Regions from separate parts of the Zea mays genome. Here region 1 is linked to region 2. A link is a contact called in public Hi-C data. All regions are on one chromosome and are shown on one strand. The core of a region is the stretch at or near the end of the contact, and the rest is flanking DNA. Distances in the headings are between cores, read along the strand shown.

Region 1 (4,244 bases), core at 1,231-3,730, 190 kb before region 2:
CGGTTGTGGATTGACAACTACCCTGCTTCGACGAATACGAGCAGTTAGATCGATACCGCCTCCCTTCTTGGTATTGACCATCTAGGTTAGAAACACATGGTTAGATAGATTTGTAGATAAGATGAATAATTACGAGACGCCCTATTTTTAGGTCATGATCTTTAGGTCATAATAGCTCAGTAAATTAGAGTATCACCTACTTAATACTAATACAGTAACCTATGGTGGTACATGCTAGGATGCGCTACTATACTATTTACTAAATCAAAGAAGCAAATCAAGCAATTATCATCAGAACAAACATCCAAACACTTAAATATCAATAAAAGAAAAATATTTTTTGTCTTAGGTCTCCTATCTCTTTAGGGATTCATAAATATAGGATCCCAAGGTGTGAAATCCTTTTTTTCTATCTGGAGAATAAGAGATACGAGTAGTTAGAGTAGAACAACCAAAAGGTGAGACAGGATCAAGACAAGTATAGAAAGAATCTGAGTAAAGGTAAGAAGGTAAGGGTTTTGTCCAGTTCTATCTAGGTTTTGTCCTACAGTAAACATTCCTCTGATACCACTTCTTTCACACTCGGATTTAAGGGGAAACCCGGGCGCGTCTCATGTGTGCGCCAAAGAAGAACAACACATATAATGACCAAGTGTATAGAGATAAATATCACAAACTTTATTTCCTTAGCGCCATTAAGCTAACTTGGAGACGCCACCTAGACCTCGTCGAACTCCTCAAAGTAGTCCTCCTCCTAGGCCACCTGCTCTTCACCTGTGGGGGGTTATCGCAAGGGTGAGCTCACTAAAGTTCACCGCTCAACAAGTATGGGGAATAAAGTGCATGAGCTCACATACAGTGGGGACTCATGTGAGGTGTAAGGCTGATCAACAAATAATGGTTAAAACTAAGCATTGCTTTTAATAAGTTGGTCAAATTATTAGCAATTACTAAATTTAAGTATATACCAACCCAAAGTAATAAGAGATCAAAATTAGTAATAAAGCCCACAGTGCAGCGCATATGACAAATTAAGTTTAATTCCATAAGTTAATGATGCGAGAGTCCTGAGTCTCTCTTAACCGTGAGCACAACTGATATACCATTTTACACTCTATAGAGGTTGCACATCTTTACCCACAAACCATGTTACCCATTTGCCAAGAGGTCTAGAAATCCCATTCATATCTATCGAGGAGACAAGGTAGGGTAGCACTATGAGGCCTTTCTAAAGTTCCACTAGTTCGAGAAAACCCGCTACGAATTCAGGAAGAAGGAAGCATAGGAATCCCTCGTCCAGAAAGCTAAATAGGCAGTCCAACCCGAGAACCTTCCTATACTCTGCAGTGACGTCTCCCCGCTTGCCCCTTTCAGGTAAGGTAGTCTCTCCCTAGATTTCCTAATTACTTGGCCAAGGGTATCCCATTCCACCCTTGTGGTAGCACTGTTATCTCAAGTTAAGCTCTATGTTCCTATTAACACCATAATCTTATCATGAACATTAAAGAATAGAATCACAATAATAAATCATGATCATGAATCATATTTATCTTAACACCCAAAACGACATAGAGCAATAGTAGAGGCTACCCAAAAGTTTAGTGGTGAACAAGGCATAAGTAAAGCAAACTAGGGTGACCTATTGGGTCCCATCAAAATTAAGCCTACACATGCCAACGTGATTATAGAGAACATTATTGGGTAAAGAAAAGAGTGGTCAAGGGCACAACTTGCCTTCAACGAGCTCCTGCTAATTAGTTTCCACCTGTTGGGTACCAGAGTCCTCTGTCACTTGCTCGTCTACTCGCAACAATACAAACAAACATGGTATGAGAAATTAACATCCCAAGAAACATGAGCACAAACCGCGTAATAATGATCTACATGTTGCTACGAGTTCGTATGTTCGAGAACCATTAAAATCGGAGTTACGGTTAAAGAGTCATGATTTTCTGAAGCTTTATGTGTTAGACATAAAACAAATTAAGTGCTTGATTTTAACCATATGTTTCATAATGAAATAAGGTTACTAGATGATGAACAATATTAATATGATTTTAATGCAACTGGAATGGATCAAAAAAGAGTTAAATTGAGTTACTTATGAATTAAACAGGATTGCGGAATTATTTCTATACTAGAAACCATTTTCCTAGATTTTTATTTACTCAAATCAACAGCTATGGACTGCGGGTATCATTTATGAATTCGCTAGGGTTTATTCTGCAAAATCCAGGACCTCTATGTAATGATTTTAACACTATCCTAGCCCGCGGTTTAATTTATAAAGGTTTTAGGGCCTCTTTTAGAAACCTACTGCAGTGAAAGGGTATTGCATGCTCTCAGCCATTCGATCTACACCGGCAGTCTAGATTAGATCATCCTCATTATACTTCAGCGCGTGATCACAGCCACACAGCCCGCAATCGATGGCTCAGACTCACCCTACAGCATCCAATAGGTAGACTTAATTTGAACCGTCTATTTTACGATCGACGGTGGCACGACCATCGTCATCCTCCAGCCATGACCCACGGCAGCGCACGGAGACTGAGCGGTGGACACACGCTGGATACCCACCTAGGTGCAACGCCGCACCGATACTCATCCTAAACGCCTGTACATGATCACAAGACTAAATAAAATGGGTGGGGGATGACTCACTCGAGATTAGGCAATGGGGGATAGCTACCCACGCACCGTACGGATCTGCGGTCAAGTCCGAGCGACGACGAGAAATTACGGGCACCACGGTGGCCCCCGGTCTTCCTGGTTGCTATCACCAAAAGCGCGATCCCGCGATGAGGATCTCGACCCCAACCTAGGCGCTGAACTAGCACACAATCCAAGAATGGTGTGGCGGCTCCCTCCCACTCCTCACGGCACTTAGGGGTTTTCGCACGGCAATGCTCACCAGTGGAAAAACTCAGGTGAAGTGGGCGTAGCCGAGGCGATCACGCACAAATAGCCGCGAGGAGGCGGTTGCATGGCTAGCTGGATCCTGCGTGCTTTGCAGCATGGCGGGTACGCCGGCCAGCGCCCACTTCGGAACAGAGCGGAGTGGACTTGGGTCCATGACTCAGTGAGGGCTAGAGATACAACGACTGACGCATGGGCCCAGCAGGCAGGGGACTAAGGGAAGAGCCAGAGCATGCGCGAGAGGGACAGACAAGTCAGGCCCACCTGTCAGCGCTGACCCGCTTGTCTGGATAGCGCGGATGTGGTTAGGTGAGCTGAGGGCTGAGGTAGTTGGGCTAGCTGAGAGGAAAACTAGCCCAAGAGCTGGTTTCTTTATTTCTTTCTTTTTTATTCCATTTTACTTTTCAAATGTCCATTCAACCAAGTTCCAATCTCAAATTCAAATTTAGATGCCACAACACAAAACCAAATTCGGCATGATGCTATACTTTACATATTTCATTTAGTATTTGTTTTAATCAAAGAAAAATGACCCATTCATAAAACACATATTCACAAAATTCACTATTATTATCTCTTGAATGACTCAAGTGTTAAGAATCCCAATTTGGGGTTTACAAATCCCTAGCGGGTTCTCTCCTCTAGTGGAACTTTGTAAAGGCAGCGCAGTGGATCTCTAGCCATTCACCTTGAAAGTGTCTAAGGGTCTAGCTAACCCTGGCTAATCGGGAAACATGTCTTGTGGGTAAAGATGTGCAACCTCTATAGAGTGTAAAACTGGTATATCAGTCGTGCTCACGATCATGAGCAGCTCGGACCCTCACATGAGTAACTTATGGAATTAAACTTAATATGTCATTTGCATTGCATTGTGGGATTTATTATTAAATTATGATATATTATTTATTTGGGTTGGTATCTACTTATACCTAGTAATTGCTAATAAAACTTTGACCAACTTTAAAAGCAATCCTCAGCTTTAACCATCTTTCTTGGTAAGCCTTACACTTCACATGACCCCCACCATACGTGAGCTCATGCACATTATTCCCCACAACTTGTTGAGCGATGAACGTATGTGAGCTCACCATTGTTGTACTCACATCCCCAAGGTCAATAGCAGGTACCACAAGATAAGGAGCATGAAGGAGGCCGCGATGAGTTCGTGAGAGATCTAGGCTATCGTCTCCCAACCCACTATGGTTGCGGAGGACCGTTGTCTTCGTATGATGTAATTATTTAGCTATTTTGTATAGAACTCCTATTATATAGTAAAGTTGTGACATTCATTTCTGTACCATGAGTCATCATATGTGTGAGACTTG
Region 2 (4,264 bases), core at 16-2,515:
GTGATCGACAAGAGGTTGATGGCTCTAAAGGAGATTGAGAAAGACAAGATCATAGTTGCCAAGGCTTACAACAATAAGGTAAAGGCTAAGACTTTTTAGGTTGGAGATCTAGTTTAAAAGACAATCTTGCCATTAAGGAGTATGGATGGACTGGAAGTTTGGCAAATGGTCCCCATGTTGGGAAGGGCCTTATAAAGTTACACAGGTGATCTCTGGTAACACATTACAAACGGTGCAAGGAGATAAGTTGCCCAATGCATTGAATGATCGCTTTCTAAAGTGATATCATCCTAGTATATGGTAAGATGCTTAGAGAACCGATAGATTCACATCGAGTTGTTTACAACTTGTACTAGGTGCTTTTGGTTCGCTTAAGCTTATCCAAAAGGTAGGAGGCATGTGTTGAGCACCATATTTGACATTTGGCACGGCTAGACGAGCTAGCCCCAGACGGTCCGCGATTAGATTAATTCGGGCGAGAGTCCTTTTCCTCGCGCGTGCTTATTCAACTCATCGCGTGGGAATCGGTTGGGATGCACCTAGGAACGGGTCCAGACCTCCCCTATAAATATAAAGAGGTACGACCGATTGAGGCACCACCTAATTAGATTAGTCTTTCTCATCTGCAGTCTTCACATCTCCTCGACTTTACGTCGTTTAGATATGTTTTGGGTGACCTGCCGACCACAGGACAACCCTATGATATTTTCTCCCTAATGGATCCCTTCCGGATAGCGAGATTCAGGTGCAAAAGATCCAAGAAGCCCTCTGCGCGCCTCGCGTACTTTCCGTCGCTCATACGTGAACGGTCTATGCGCAGAAGACCGAAACTCTCTACGCAGTCGCGAACAGTCCACACTCACACAGAGAGGACTCTAACGCCCCCTGCATCGTGTGACGCCAGCCCTAGAGTTTGTTTGTTGATTGGCTAAAAAACGAGCCAACGCCTAAGTTGAACAATGAAAAGCAGCTAGGATGCGAAAAGCAGGGGGCAGATAGAAGGTTTTTAGTTTATCTTTTTACTTCTTTGAATCAGAAACACATCAAGATACTAAGAATGTACTCCTAGTATAAACACACCCCGTTCAAACATCCTGTGGAAATGAAACAATCGGCATCGGAGGCCAAGAATGCTTCACGAGAGGCGGGGTGCGTCCCAGCGTCCCCACCAGGCCACTACAGTCCAGAGCCCACAAGGCATGGGCAGTTGGGCACCAAAAGACAGAAAAAAAAGAAGAAAAAAAAACCCCCGAAGCTGCGCGCGGCCGTTCTCGTCTTCCAGAAGTCTCTCCGTATCTCCCTCCCCGAAGCCCCGCCGGACCACCTTAACCTCCCCACCACAAGCCCGCACACACCATCCCGCTCCGCTCAAGTCGCCTCCGCATTCCTGCCCCCTCTACCCGCCCGCCGCCGCGCGGACGACGGGAGACGCCGGCACCATGCTCTGCCTCTCGCTGTGCGCACCGCACCTTCACCTCCACCTCCCCCGCAGCCCGACCGCACGACCCGCCGCCGCCACGTGCAGGAACGCGCGCTGCATCGGCGTCACGCTATGCCTCCGGATGCCGACGACACCGGAGGAACGGCGGCAGAAGCGCGGGCTGGCCCAGTTCCTGGACTTATCGGCCGCGCCGACACTCACGCCACCCGCGCCCACGCCCGTGCATCTCACGCCCGCGGCCAAACGGCGCGGGGCGCTGCGGGAGATGCGCCGGGTGTGGTGGGTGTGCGGGGTCGGGTACTGGGTGCAGGGGTTCCGCTGCTTCCCGTGGCTGGCACTCAACTTCCACCTCACGCGCGGCATGGGGCTCAGCCCCGCCGGCCTGCAACTCCTGCAGAACGCTGGGAGCCTCCCGCTCGTCGCCAAGCCGCTCTTCGGGGTCCTCTCCGATGCCGTCTACATCGGCCGCGCCCACCGCATACCCTACATCTCCCTTGGAGGTACACAGCCGATCCCTTTTTTGCTCCCCTTCCCCCGCTTATTTCTCGTTTTATTTTCTTATTATGTTCGTGCGACTCCAGTAATGTTGGAGTTGGAGGAAAGGGAATTATGATGTGAATGATGCTCGTCGTGAAATTATGTGCATTTCATTCAGTATTTCCGAATAAGCTGCAATTGTCTGCATCTCCATCTGGGTGAATTATCTTCAATTCATAAGCAAACTTGTGATCATCAATGTTCCCAACAATGAAACATTTGCAGCAGGAAATCTGGCTGTATTTCTCTAGTTGTCTGGCATCATATGTCACTGTTTCTTCAATTGTTTCTACAAAAGTAAGAATGAATTTTAACCTAAGAAAATATCTGAGCCGTTGAACACATTGAAAGCAACACCTAGCTACGAAAATTTCTGAGCCGCTGAACACATTGAAAGGGGCAGCTATTTCACGTCTCTTTCTGAAATTGGAAACACCCTGGACATTGCAGTTCAACAACTGCAGTCAATTTCTCATTACAATATGTGTGGCTGTAACCATCTGATTGTCAGATGAAAACATGAAAAAAAAACACTTTCAAGCTACTTCTGTTTAAAGCACTAAAGTGTTTAGCACATAGACGTAGGTGCCTTGTTCCCTTGGCAATGGTATCATGACCTACTCGTTGCATCTGTTCTGTGTAAAAGATGCATTTTGGAAAGTGGTATATGCAGCCTTGGGATGGAGCAATACACTTTTCTTCCTGATGTGTACTTTGATTTTGTTGCTAGTCACACATTTCAAGCCTTGCCCATTTGGTTAAACCGACAGGTTACCCTTATTCTGTGGTTTTTGATGCAATGACGTGTGATTTACTCATGCTGCTAGTCACACAATACCTGTGCTGGTAAGCTGGTATTCTCATAATGGTCCCTTATTTTGTGGTTCCTATAAGAATATGCTGCCGGACTTATCTCGAGGACCACAAATCACTACTGACCTTTAGATTTACATAGGTTGTCTATTAAGACTACACAACTCTTTTTGTCATTACTGCATCACGTATATTTTCCTTGCCGTACTATGATATGGACAGCTTGTTGAGAAGTTGAGATGCATCTCCTAGCACAAATAACCGCAGTTTAATTGAAATACTGTTAAATTGTCTGCTCATTTTTTTATACTTTCTGCACTTTTCCTTCATTTGATTTATTATTTGTCGTGTATTAATCTTTTTTTTTGTGCTGAAATGCTAATTTTAATGTTTGCACAGAATCCTTTTTAAATAAACTAACGAGTTGTACAATTGAATATATATGCAATCACCAACCAAAAATTGCAAACCAGCTGCTTTTGGTTTATTGAACAATAAATTTTTTGCTGTAAGATCAGGACTAGACGACTAGTCACTAAGCTCCAATAAAAATAAAAAGTATCTAGAGAATTTTTTTATGATGCTTTTGTTGATCCTGTGGTTTACTGTCAAACTGTTCAGTGTCATAACTATTTGTTACTCAGCTGTTAATCAGAAAGTACATAGCTGACTTGTTTTTTTGGAAACCATACAACTTACTTGAACTTATGTTGGTATGTTCAGTGTGGCTGCAGCTCATTGCTTGGGGAGTACTTGCAACCATTCCAGTTACAGGGGATGCGTTTCCAACTCTAATGGCATGCATTCTCATTGGAAATCTAGGAGCATCTGTCACAGAAGTCGTAAGTGATGCTGTTGTCACGGAGTTCAGTAGGACACAGAAGGCTGGTGTACTACAGTCATATGCATTCGTAGCCCTGGCTGCAGGATCCTTGCTGGGGAACTTGTCTGGTGGTTACATTCTGCTTAAAACACAGGAACCAAAGATCATGTTCACAGCATTCTCAGTCCTTCTTGGCTTCCAGCTAGCACTGTCCCTAAGTACAAAAGAGACATTGCCAAGCTCTCGAGGAAACTCCAGAAATCGTCTTGTCAAAAGCTCTTTGGCAGCTAACTTCCGCAAGCAATTCTCAAACTTGATGACAGCGATCAGAGAGGAAAGGATCTTATACCCTCTTGCATGGATCATGACATCCTTTGCTGTTGTGCCTGTTCTTTCTGGAACCATGTTCTGCTTTCAAACACAGTATTTGAATCTCGATCCATCGGTTATTGGTCTATCGAAAGTTGTGGGACAGGTCATGGTCTTATCACTAACTGTACTCTACAATCGATATCTTAAAAGGATACCACTGAGGTGCCTTACCACAGGACTTCAGATACTATATGCTCTGGCAGTTTTGTCAGATTTGATCCTTGTGAAACAAGTAAACCTTGTGCTAGGGATACCGAACGAGATTCATGTTCTTTGCT

The links. A called contact is a pair of places that touch in the nucleus more often than the background predicts.
Region 1: a Hi-C map of leaf shows a contact between it and region 2, with 4 times the contacts expected there. The contact joins the enhancer-like site here to the promoter of LOC100284909 in region 2. A contact is called at or near these places in 2 of 25 Hi-C or Micro-C datasets (ear and leaf).

The regions. Positions count from the first base shown.
Region 1 is chr7:38,356,992-38,361,235 of Zm-B73-REFERENCE-NAM-5.0, reverse strand. No RefSeq gene overlaps it. Among protein-coding and RNA genes, the nearest start is that of LOC100284909, 190 kb to the right of the region's middle. Within about 2 kb of position 2,480, at least 17 of the 20 cell types and tissues checked have an H3K27ac peak or open chromatin away from gene starts, as enhancers often do. A contact at or near this core is called in ear and leaf, where this site is marked.
Region 2 is chr7:38,164,304-38,168,567 of Zm-B73-REFERENCE-NAM-5.0, reverse strand. LOC100284909 reads left to right here and starts at 1,265. Exons shown (of 2, transcript NM_001157804.2): 1 at 1,265-1,941; 2 at 3,515-4,264. The coding sequence starts at 1,440.